Regions from separate parts of the Rattus norvegicus genome. Here region 1 is linked to region 2. Evidence: chromatin contacts called from public Hi-C data. All regions are on one chromosome and are shown on one strand. Each heading gives the region's core, a stretch centred on a gene start, on an enhancer-like site or on the middle of the called end of the contact. The rest is flanking DNA. Distances are from core to core; before and after follow the strand shown.

Region 1 (4,943 bases), core at 1,643-4,142, 180 kb after region 2:
TTCTAGTGTTAATTATCTTATCCACAGACAAGATGGTGGTGATGTCCACACTGAATGAAGCACCTTAGTGTTCAGTACAGCACCTGAGCAGCACGGCTCTGAGGGATACATAGCTCTTTGGGTGCAGAGAGATCAGGTTCAGGGGCTTGTTTAATTGCTTCCTAAATCTGTTACTATTTGAAAGTCAATTTCTCTTAAGCCTCAGTTTCTTCCTGTGAGAAATGGGAATAATTTACTCCACATAGCCACTATACGTGAGGCATCTAGCACAGTTCATAGCAGGCAGTAAGGACTTGGTAGGATTATAACGGAATGCAGAACTGGCCTTAAATAAACACAAGGGCCTTTACTCTTGTTGCTAGAAATAGTATAAGTGGTAACAGTAATCCACCTAGAGGATACAGTGTTGTTACACAGACAGGAGCTGTGCTCGTTTTCCATGCAAGCAGCAAAGATTCCACAGGAAGTGCAGGATGCATGTGCAGGGACAAAGTGTTCAGAAGGAACAGTGCCCCACCACAGAGGGCAGATGTGTTTTCACATCTGGAATCACTTTCCCCAGTCTCCGCCCCTACGTCTACTAGAAGACAGGATGATAGGAAGCCCAATGCTACAGGATTGCTCTGAGGTGTAAAGGCAATGATGCTTAGGAAGTGTCCCTCAGTGTTAGTCCTACAGCTGCTGTAGTCCATTCCATTAATGGTGCTCTTATTTTTATCACGCCTGTAGTCACTTCATGTCTATCTTATTACGTGCCTCTCATGTCCACGCCTGCTCATCGTCTGTCATCGGCGCATCTAGAGAGGAGAGCTGTGTCTCACTTTAAACTGTGTCATTTGCTTTTAATGGTGACAGTGACAATAATCACAGTGAGACATTGCCTTAGTCATTTGCTTTACATACTGTTTGAGAGTTAAAAGGCTTCTGCACAGTGTGGTACTTATAAGCATAGCTGGTTCTCCTCATTATGCTGGACGCACAGGCCTCCATTTTCTTTCTCATGGTCATGCTCAAACACCCTAATGACACATAGGGCATACTGTTCACACAAGGCTTCTCATGACAGAATGACTGGCACAGCCTTACTTTCCTAAATAGTTTGCTGATTCACTTGTTCCATTTTTGAACACCAACAGATTGGCACTGGTGACATCTGCTAATTATTTGCTTTTCCTCGTGACTGGCATAGGACTGCCATCTGCAGCAATCGCTGTAATATGATCAGTGTGAGGCTTACACCGCCCGGTCCACGACCAATTTGCAGTAATGAGTAGCCTTGTCTATTTTTCTGTTTCCCCTAGAGGTATCATTATTTATCATGTGTTGGAAACACAGCTTCCAGAAGTTCAGCAAAAACCTAGTAACACCTAACTGCAGGAGGAAATCTCACTCTGTTCCCAGCAATGGCTTATCAAGTCAGATGGCATTGACCTACCAGTCACATAGTTAAGATTCCAACGTCTCTCTTCGGTTGTTCCCTACCCATGCTAGTAGGGAAGCAGCCTTGGAGGATGCTGAGGACCCTATTTCCTATACTGTGTGTCCCCTTTTAGTCCCTGAGACTAGAGTTAAAGATGTTGAGAAATCCCCTGAAATATGTTTTGCTGCTGTTTGTACACCGTCATCTTGAGACTTCACTGACAGGTTAATGCTGCTTCTTTAATTCAGAGTACATTAAATTATACCTAGAAACTCACTAAGAGATTGGCTTGTTTGGTTTTGTAATGCTTCAATAAGATTAGAAAGGCGATGGCCTCCAAACATGGTATGATTTCATTCGCTAATTCCTCATTCATTCAACGTGAAGGTCAAAGGTCAAAGCTCACAGACACTGGGTTTATTTTTTTTTTTTTCACCATTCAGTGGTTTACCAAAAGAAATGTAGGAAAATGTTTCCTTGCCCCCTAGTGCACACAGCCTGCTACTGCAAACAATGACTTGGCTCAGGGAACTCATCATGGCTAACTGAATGATTAAACTGTTATTCACTGAACGTGCCACATGTTGAAATGGAAGCCCCTTCAAGGGTTTCTTTCTGTTCTCATCTCCAATTCTTACACACAGTAGGAGTACAAAGGTCTATCTCTTAGTGAATGGATGAGCTCGAAGTTGAATAGACCGATATTAAATGTGGCCATTTTTCTATTAGGTTTTCAGTCAATCCCAAGCTAAGCTTGCTCTGCAGTATAATTCAGAGATCACAGAATGGGGGAAGAAGGGGTGGGAAGGAAGGGCAGGATGAATCAGGAAACACTTCCATAAGCCTAAGTATAGAAAGAGCAGGACTTCTTTCTAAAGCCCACTTGCTTGTCCCATTCGACTTATAATACTGGATTTTCCTCCAACACTCTGTCTGCACTTTGGACAGCAGCTTAGGTGGTAGTCAAGCCACCGTATTACCTGACTGAGCATGAGGGCCTCTGTAGTTCTGTTCTCCATACTCCTACCCTGGGCGTAAACTGTAGTTGTGACTTTCCTTTTACAATGGAAGCAAAGAGCACACACAGATCTGAGCCCATTGTCCACTGTCACACAAAGGTTGACAGCCAACCTGGATCCTCTCCAGAGCAGCAATGGAGGGAAATCCCCAGAACTCCAGGCCTTCTGGTAGTTTGCGAGGCTTACAACTGACCACAGCCCGTTGGTTAAAATGACAACAATAGACAGTTACCTCTGTAATGTTTAATGGGGAAAGATAGGAAAATCCCTGAGGGCTGCTCTGAAGTTTTTCTTCTTGCTTGGTGCAAGAGGAGTGTGGACTCCTTCAAAGGCGGAGCAGAGAGTCCTTTCCCTACGGATCAATCTCAAGTCCAATCAACACTGGAGGCCGTGGGAGGTCCAGACAACACAGGCCACTTCTGCTAAAGCCTGAAATGTGAAAGGAAATGCCACTCTGCACAGTCAGTATTATGTGTAAGCCTTCCCCTCCCTATCTGGAAGATATCAGTAGGGAGGAAAGACTGAGAAACAGAAACCATATGCAAATTCCATTGGTTTAACAATACAACGAATGGTTTCTTACTGAAATCCTTTTGCCAAGTATTTAAGATTGACAGTGTACTGAGTTTGGTGGTCATGACATAATAAAATGAAGCCCTCGGTCTTAGGGACTTTATATTTCGAAAGCAGGAAAATAATAGAGTTTGGTCAAGACACAGACAGGAAAACTCCAAAGCCTAACAAGTTCTGTAGGGATGGAGTAGCGGGACAGAGTGAGTAGATGGTGGTTTCAGATCTGTGCTGTCTCCTGCAGTAGCCATGAGCTACATGTGACTTAGCACATTTAAAATGTTGCTAGTGGGGCTGGAAAGGTAGTTCAGTGGTTAAAAACATTTGTTCTTGTGGAGAATCCAGGTTTGGTTTTCAGGACACGCCAATGTGCAGCTCCAGTTCCAGGGATCTGACACACTCTGCTGACCTCTGCAGGTACCAGGGCATACCCTGCGGACATAATACACGCAGGCAAAACATTTATACACATTAATAAAACCTAAAGATTTCCCATCACTAGTCCAGATTGAGATGTGCTTGCTTTAAGAGATGGTCAGACTTACTGTGCAAAACAAAAGAATACAAAGTATCTCCTAATAGTGTCTTTAACAAGGCAGGGGGATGGTTCAATGGAGAAGAGCATCTGCCATTCAAGCACAAAGGCCTATATTTGAGACCACTGCATCCACATAAAGCCAGCATGGCTGTGCATGACTACACCCCCAGTATTAGGGAGTGGAAGCAGGTAGGTCCCTAGAATTTGCTGCTAGCTAAAGCAGTGAGAGACCCTGTCTCAAAAAGTAAGAAAGATGTGCAAAAGGATATGTGATGTCCTCCTCTGGCATTCATGTGACTGCAAATGGGCACACACATGTGCATGCATGCACCTGTGAGCTTATCGTGCACGCGATTTCATACTCAAGTCTTGAGAGAATACTATTTTAGATATATTGGACTAAGCCAAAATATTACTGAATTATCTTTTAACAATGCAAATGTTGCTACATAAAGCCCACTCATGAGACCCACCTTATACATTAGATGACAGCATAGCCAGGGAGCACTACATGTGGAGGTGAGAACACATGAGAAGAGAATGGTCATGTGACGGTCTAGGAGTCCTTCATGGGTAAGATCATTTGTAAAGGGGGTTGGGGATTTGCTCAGTGGTAGAGCGCTTGCCTAGCAAGCGCAAGGCCCTGGGTTTGGTACCCAGCTCCGAAAAAAAAGAAAAAAGGAAAAAAAAAGGATCATTTGTAAAGAACCGGAGGTGGAATGGCTTGAAGAGGAGGTGGGGGTGGGGGGAATAGCGTGCCTGGACAGATGGAGCAGAGGCAGCTGAAGAGAGAGGCCCTGAGGTAAGGAGTCTGCTCACTCAGAGCTTTAGCTGTTATGACCACAAGCTGCAGAAGCAGATTTGCTTCTGGGCAGGTATGCAAAATTCAGTATTCAACATGGACTCTCTTATAAAATACCACAGCAGAATTCACCTAGAATATCTCTATGCCAATGAAGCTTTAAACTGGAAGATGCATTATTTAAGGCCAGCTTCCGAGGACAGACATCCCCCATCTTGGCCACACTTCTTAAGCCTGTCCAAACAGCATCACTGACATTGGTGGCTTAAATGAGAAGTCACTCGTGATCTTAGAATTTGAATACCTGATTCCCAATTGGGACTGACTGACTGAGGAGGCTTAGGAGGTGTGGTCAAGGAGAAGAAAGTTCATCACTGGGGCAGAGGGCTGTGAGGTTTAAGAGCCTCTCACCATCCCCAGTTTGCTGTCTCTAGTTCTTGTTTGTGGTTCAAGATGTGAGCTCCTGGCTGCTGCTCCAGTTATGGCTGCCTGCTGCTATGATTCTCCACACTAATAGTGATGTCTCTGGAACTGCAACCCCATAACTAACCCTTCCCTCTTTAAGTGGCCTTGGTCAAGGTGTTTTATCAAAGA
Region 2 (4,862 bases), core at 1,285-3,784:
GCTTCTCTTAAGGCCTGTGAAGCGTTTGGCCACTTGAACCCTGCAAAAAGGGGAAGAGTGGAAAGGTTAGGGATTCTGGATGCTCGGGAGATTTTCTGAAGACGGAAGAGGACAGAAACCGTAGACACAGAAGCAGAAACAAACAAAGAAAATGCTTACTGCCCCTAAGGGATCAGCTTTCCCTGGGCATCAGCCATTTTTTTTCTTCTCAGTGTAAACGGTTGGGAAACATATGTGATTTTTTTTCACATGGTCTTTCTTTAGTTCTTGCTTGATATCAGTTACCTAAGACTTCATCTCTGGTATTAGTAGGTAAAAAGGTAAGATTGGAGACAGAATAAGGATCGGAATGGTAGCCTTTGGACGTTATATATATTGAAGGTCATAGGATAGAGGTGTGCTTCTGGAATCATCTGTCATGCTGCATTCTTTCATATGAGGCTATGCATGGATGTGCTGTTGTATAGGATGGAGAAGGGTCTAATGTGGGCAATAAAGGCAGCTGAAACCACAGGCCAGACATCCCTCATAGCCCAGAGAATTTAGCAGTGTTTTTCACAGAGGCTGCCCTCAGTGAGTCAGACTCTATCCCTGCCTGCTATTTCCTGCCTGCCCTGGAGCAACTCACCTCCATTTGCCTCTCGTGTAGCCTGGGACTGAAGACCTCAAACCATAGTGTGTAGTTGTAAGGCCTAACCAGCATGCTAGCGTGTATATAGGACTTAGGCAACGTCTGATGAGTGGTGTTGGTTTGTACATATACATCTACAAATTATCTCGTGTATATTGTATATGTCTATCTGACTGTGCACACATAAGATGAGTCTGTTGTCAGTTCGAACTATTTACGGTATACGGCAGAAGGATATTGAGGTTTTTGAAAGCAGATATAAAAAAAAAATGCCACAGAGCATGGAATTCCCTGCCGTTTCCAGTTTCCATGTCTGTGGTTCAGGATGGTACAAGTCTTTCTTTTTACCTTTTCATGATCCATCTTTGTGATGGTTATGCATAAACAAGTCCTCTACCTCCCTAGACCTTCTAAAAGGCTGACTACTGAACTTTACACCTCAGCATCGGGGGGTTCAGAAAAATATCCAAGTATAGGATCTGCCCCTCACCAGGGTCATCATCATCCTTGCTCTCTGCAGGGTCTCTTGTTTGTTTCGGTGTCACCAGGGTGAAGTCCTGAGTCAGGCTGGATGGAATTCCTTAACTGCAACTTCGCTTAGACTAATTGGGTAGTGTTCTGACTTAGAAAACACATTGTTCGTGGTTCTGCTGTTTGTTTCCAAGGGAGTCCCAGGAAGGGGCGAAGGCTCATAAATATGACTAGTTGTGTGCTTGTGATTCATGTAGTCAAACCGGGAAGGAAGATCTGAAGTCAGGCAAGCCTCTCGAGGTCGCAGCCATCCCAGTCGCCCTCGGCATGTACGAAATTTCTTCCTGTTGACTCACAGCTCTGTGGAACTTTTATGGGCTCTGCTGCTGTTTGACTGGTGCCTCCCACCGTTCCAGAGCTGGCCATTCATGCTGTTTCCAGCTCAGTTTATCAGCCTCCAACTCATGAGTGTAAATATTGACTTATGGCTGTGTGGTATTACGATTCCTCAGCCATGTAAAATGATACACTTGAGGAGCATGCAGAAAATATTGTCCTGTTCCACTACTTGAACAAGGCTAGTGTGCAGGGGAAGGGACGAGTGTAGACAAACAGCACAGATTTAGAGCACCTGCTACCTGAGCCAGCTGCTCCATTAAGAGATTTGTTTTTTAAGGCAGAAGACAGAGTCTAAGTGGCTTAAGTGTCTATTGATCCATCCAGGCATCCAGGGAAACGGTTGTGTGACCTGCTTTTGGAGCACCCCTGATTCTGGGCTCTCTCTCTCTCTCTCTCTCTCTCTCTCTCTCTCTCTCTCTCTCTCTCTCTCTGTCTCTGTGTGTGTGTCAGTGGCAGCTGTTTGCCACCGATAGATGGACTATCCACCTACCTCCTGTGTTTCAGTGTCCTCACCTGAATGAGGATTGTGATGTCTACTTGGAAGGGTTGTCAAAACCAAATAACATGCTTAAGGAACTTCCACGGTGCTTGGCACAGGAGCGCTGCCAGCACGTGCTGAGTGGATAGCGCTCACCACTTGAGAAAAATGTGCAGAACTGAACCTGATAGGGCAGATTTGGAGGCAAGTTTTCTGACTAACCTTCCAATCTTTTCAGAAGGAAGTGAAGTTGCTTTTTCATCTTCACAATCCTCTAGAGGCGGGGTTTGGGTTTCTGTTGTCTCCCCCCCTCCCCCGTTCCCCTTCGCTCCCCCCTCCCACCCTCAGAATCCAGAAGCTCACACAGCCTCACATACTGTAGGAAAAATTCATTTGAGGAACAGGTTTCTCAAGCGTTTTCTTCTCTGAAGCGTTTTTGAAATTAAAGCAATATTCTTTTCCCTAAAAGAAACAATGTTGCGCACAGAGAGGCCCTCCCCAGGCTGAGCCAGCCAGCTGGATTGAGGTCATGTTGAATAGCCGCCACTGTCTGAGGCCCAGCCTGTGTGCGGTTCCACTCCTCCCTTGCTGTAGATGCTACTCCAGGCTCAGATGCTCACCCATTCCTTATGCTTAGATATCCTCAGTTCCCTTCTTTTTGGGGGTGATCCCGACTGTGCCTGGTTTAGGATACCTGGTGCCTTGACACCCCCACCCCACCCCCACCCTACCTCCTCCTCTATCATAGCCAAGCTTGCTTTAACTCCGTCAGCCCTCTCACCTCCCACTGTACACGTCGGTACCTGCACAGCTTTCTTTGCTTCTGTCTCCCCTCCTTCTGTAGGAGACTCGGTGTAGCTCCGTCTCTTCCTTTTTATGCATTTGTCACACTGATTAGGAGCAAGTGGGGAGTAGCCCACGTCTCCACCAGCCTGTAGCTGGAGACATGTTTGATTTACCTGGATGTATAACTTTGTCCTCACTGCCTAGGGCAGTTCCTGCTGCTGTCTACTCTTGTTTACCTGCATATTGATTTGTCTTAAAAAGCCACTGCCTAGGGTCACTAAGTGGAAACAATAACAATGTGGTAACAGTAATGGACCTTTCATTGGTGTTGATTTTGGTTCTTTTGGTTCTTTCACTGCGCAGTCCAGGCTGCCCTTAGAGCTCCCCCCCCACCCCCGCCCCCCCAGTGCTGGGAAGTATAGGCACTCGATTCCACATCCAGCTAATAACGAACATTGTAAGTTGCTACATACAGTTTTTCTAGACTCATTCTCTCTCTTTTCCCTTTCCCTTTTTTCTCCCCTCGCCCACGACGTGGACTGAATTTCTTCAGAAATCTGAGAGCAGGAAACACCTGAGGCACAGAGTAGTAGTTAACGCCTCACCCCGGCTCACGCTCACGGCCAGTAAGTACACTGAGGTCTACATCTCAGCGGGGCCGCATTGCAAAGACTTGTGTGAGCATGGCTGAACGAATACACAGAGATGCAGGCTAAGTTCTTCAGGAAGGACAAAGGCATTGTGTAAGCACTCCTTTTTTATGGAAGAGGGAGGAACACTGACTATGGAGACAGAATTGCTTCCTGGTGGAGGGAGGAAGCCCCTGAAAAGTAGCACCAGGTCCCCTTTCCCAATTAAGAAGCATCAGTGAGGCGGGGTTGTCTAAAGATGCCTGTTCCAGGCTGCCTAGCCTTCGGCCTCTGGTCTGGCTGGTTAGTGATGCCATCAGCCCTTGGCCAGCAAGGCGTCTGGTTGGTTTCCTCCTTCAGTCTGCTCTGCCCTCTACTCCGTGTCCAGTCGGCTTCTCTCTGTTTTCATGTTGGGCTTGCAGATCACTTTCTTGAGAGAGCCACAAGGTTAAGTAGTAACCGTGGTATTGGTATTCCATATAGGTCGCCGCTCCCTTCGTGCCTGTCTGGGCTTCCTGTTTCCTTCCTTATTTGTCACACTGGACTGTCTTTCCCAAGAGACGGAGGGCTCCTGGGGGCAGTGCGGTGCATCCTTCCCCCTCGTGTCTCATGTATCAAGGGAACATGAGGGTTTGGCACTCAGTACAGGCTTGTGTTGACGAATGAATGGAATGGTGACTAGGTCCTGGAAAACCTTTCCTAATCCTCACAAACATTCCCTCCCCTCCCTTCCTCCTCTGCTCATCAAGAGCATAAAATAAAAGCTCCTTGAGAAACAACACAGTCGGCTCACTTATGGTTACGTGATAAAACGTGATGGCCTTTGTAGTTGAATAGGCTTGGATTCAGATCCTTCTTAAGCATAGTTTAATGCTTCTACTCCTGCTCTTCTCCTCCATGAAGTAGGTATAACACGTCTCTCCCAGGCTTGCAAGGGACCTCCACGGTAATTCAGGTTGAGTAGCTGGTATCCAAAATCATACCATGAATGTTTCATATTTATCTGCAAATGTACACGACATCTCTCGGCGATAGGACATGCCTCTAGACATGAAATTCACCTGTAGTCCTGTATCTGTGTACGCCTTCTACATACACATAGCCTGAAGGTAATATTAACTACCATTTTCAGTGCACTTGTGTTTAGATTGCAGCCTGTCAGGTGAAGTCAGGTGTAGAGTCATTCCAGTGCTCAAAAACTCCTAGCTTCTGGCACATTTTAGATTAAGAAGGGTCAACCTGTACCCACGTTGCACTCCCATGATGCTCTGTACCCCCAGGCTAACACATCGAAGCCGCTGTTGTGACGTGGCTGTTACTGGTGTCTCCCAATAAGTTTCCATGGGGCTTCGAGCCTCTTGTTTCCTGAAAATTTCCTTTAATCTATAGTAGGGCAAACTGACAGATGTCTGAAGGGAAGATTTACTTCTCAAGAAGAGGTTCCTACCTTCTATAGAGTCAGACACAG

Evidence for each region. A called contact is a pair of places that touch in the nucleus more often than the background predicts.
Region 1: a contact with region 2 is called in a Hi-C map of Schwann cells, with 6 times the contacts expected there. The contact joins two enhancer-like sites. A contact is called at or near these places in 3 of 12 Hi-C or Micro-C datasets (the Rat2 cell line, Schwann cells and mammary epithelial cells).

The regions. Positions count from the first base shown.
Region 1 is chr1:25,202,864-25,207,806 of GRCr8, forward strand. The region is part of intron 2 of 1700020N01Rikl (RIKEN cDNA 1700020N01 gene like); the gene reads right to left. Among named protein-coding and RNA genes, the nearest start is that of 1700020N01Rikl, 9.1 kb to the right of the region's middle. Within about 2 kb of position 2,893, at least 31 of the 93 cell types and tissues checked have an H3K27ac peak or open chromatin away from gene starts, as enhancers often do. A contact at or near this core is called in Schwann cells, where this site is marked.
Region 2 is chr1:25,023,932-25,028,793 of GRCr8, forward strand. No RefSeq gene overlaps it. Among named protein-coding and RNA genes, the nearest start is that of 1700020N01Rikl, 190 kb to the right of the region's middle. Within about 2 kb of position 2,535, at least 49 of the 93 cell types and tissues checked have an H3K27ac peak or open chromatin away from gene starts, as enhancers often do. A contact at or near this core is called in Schwann cells, where this site is marked.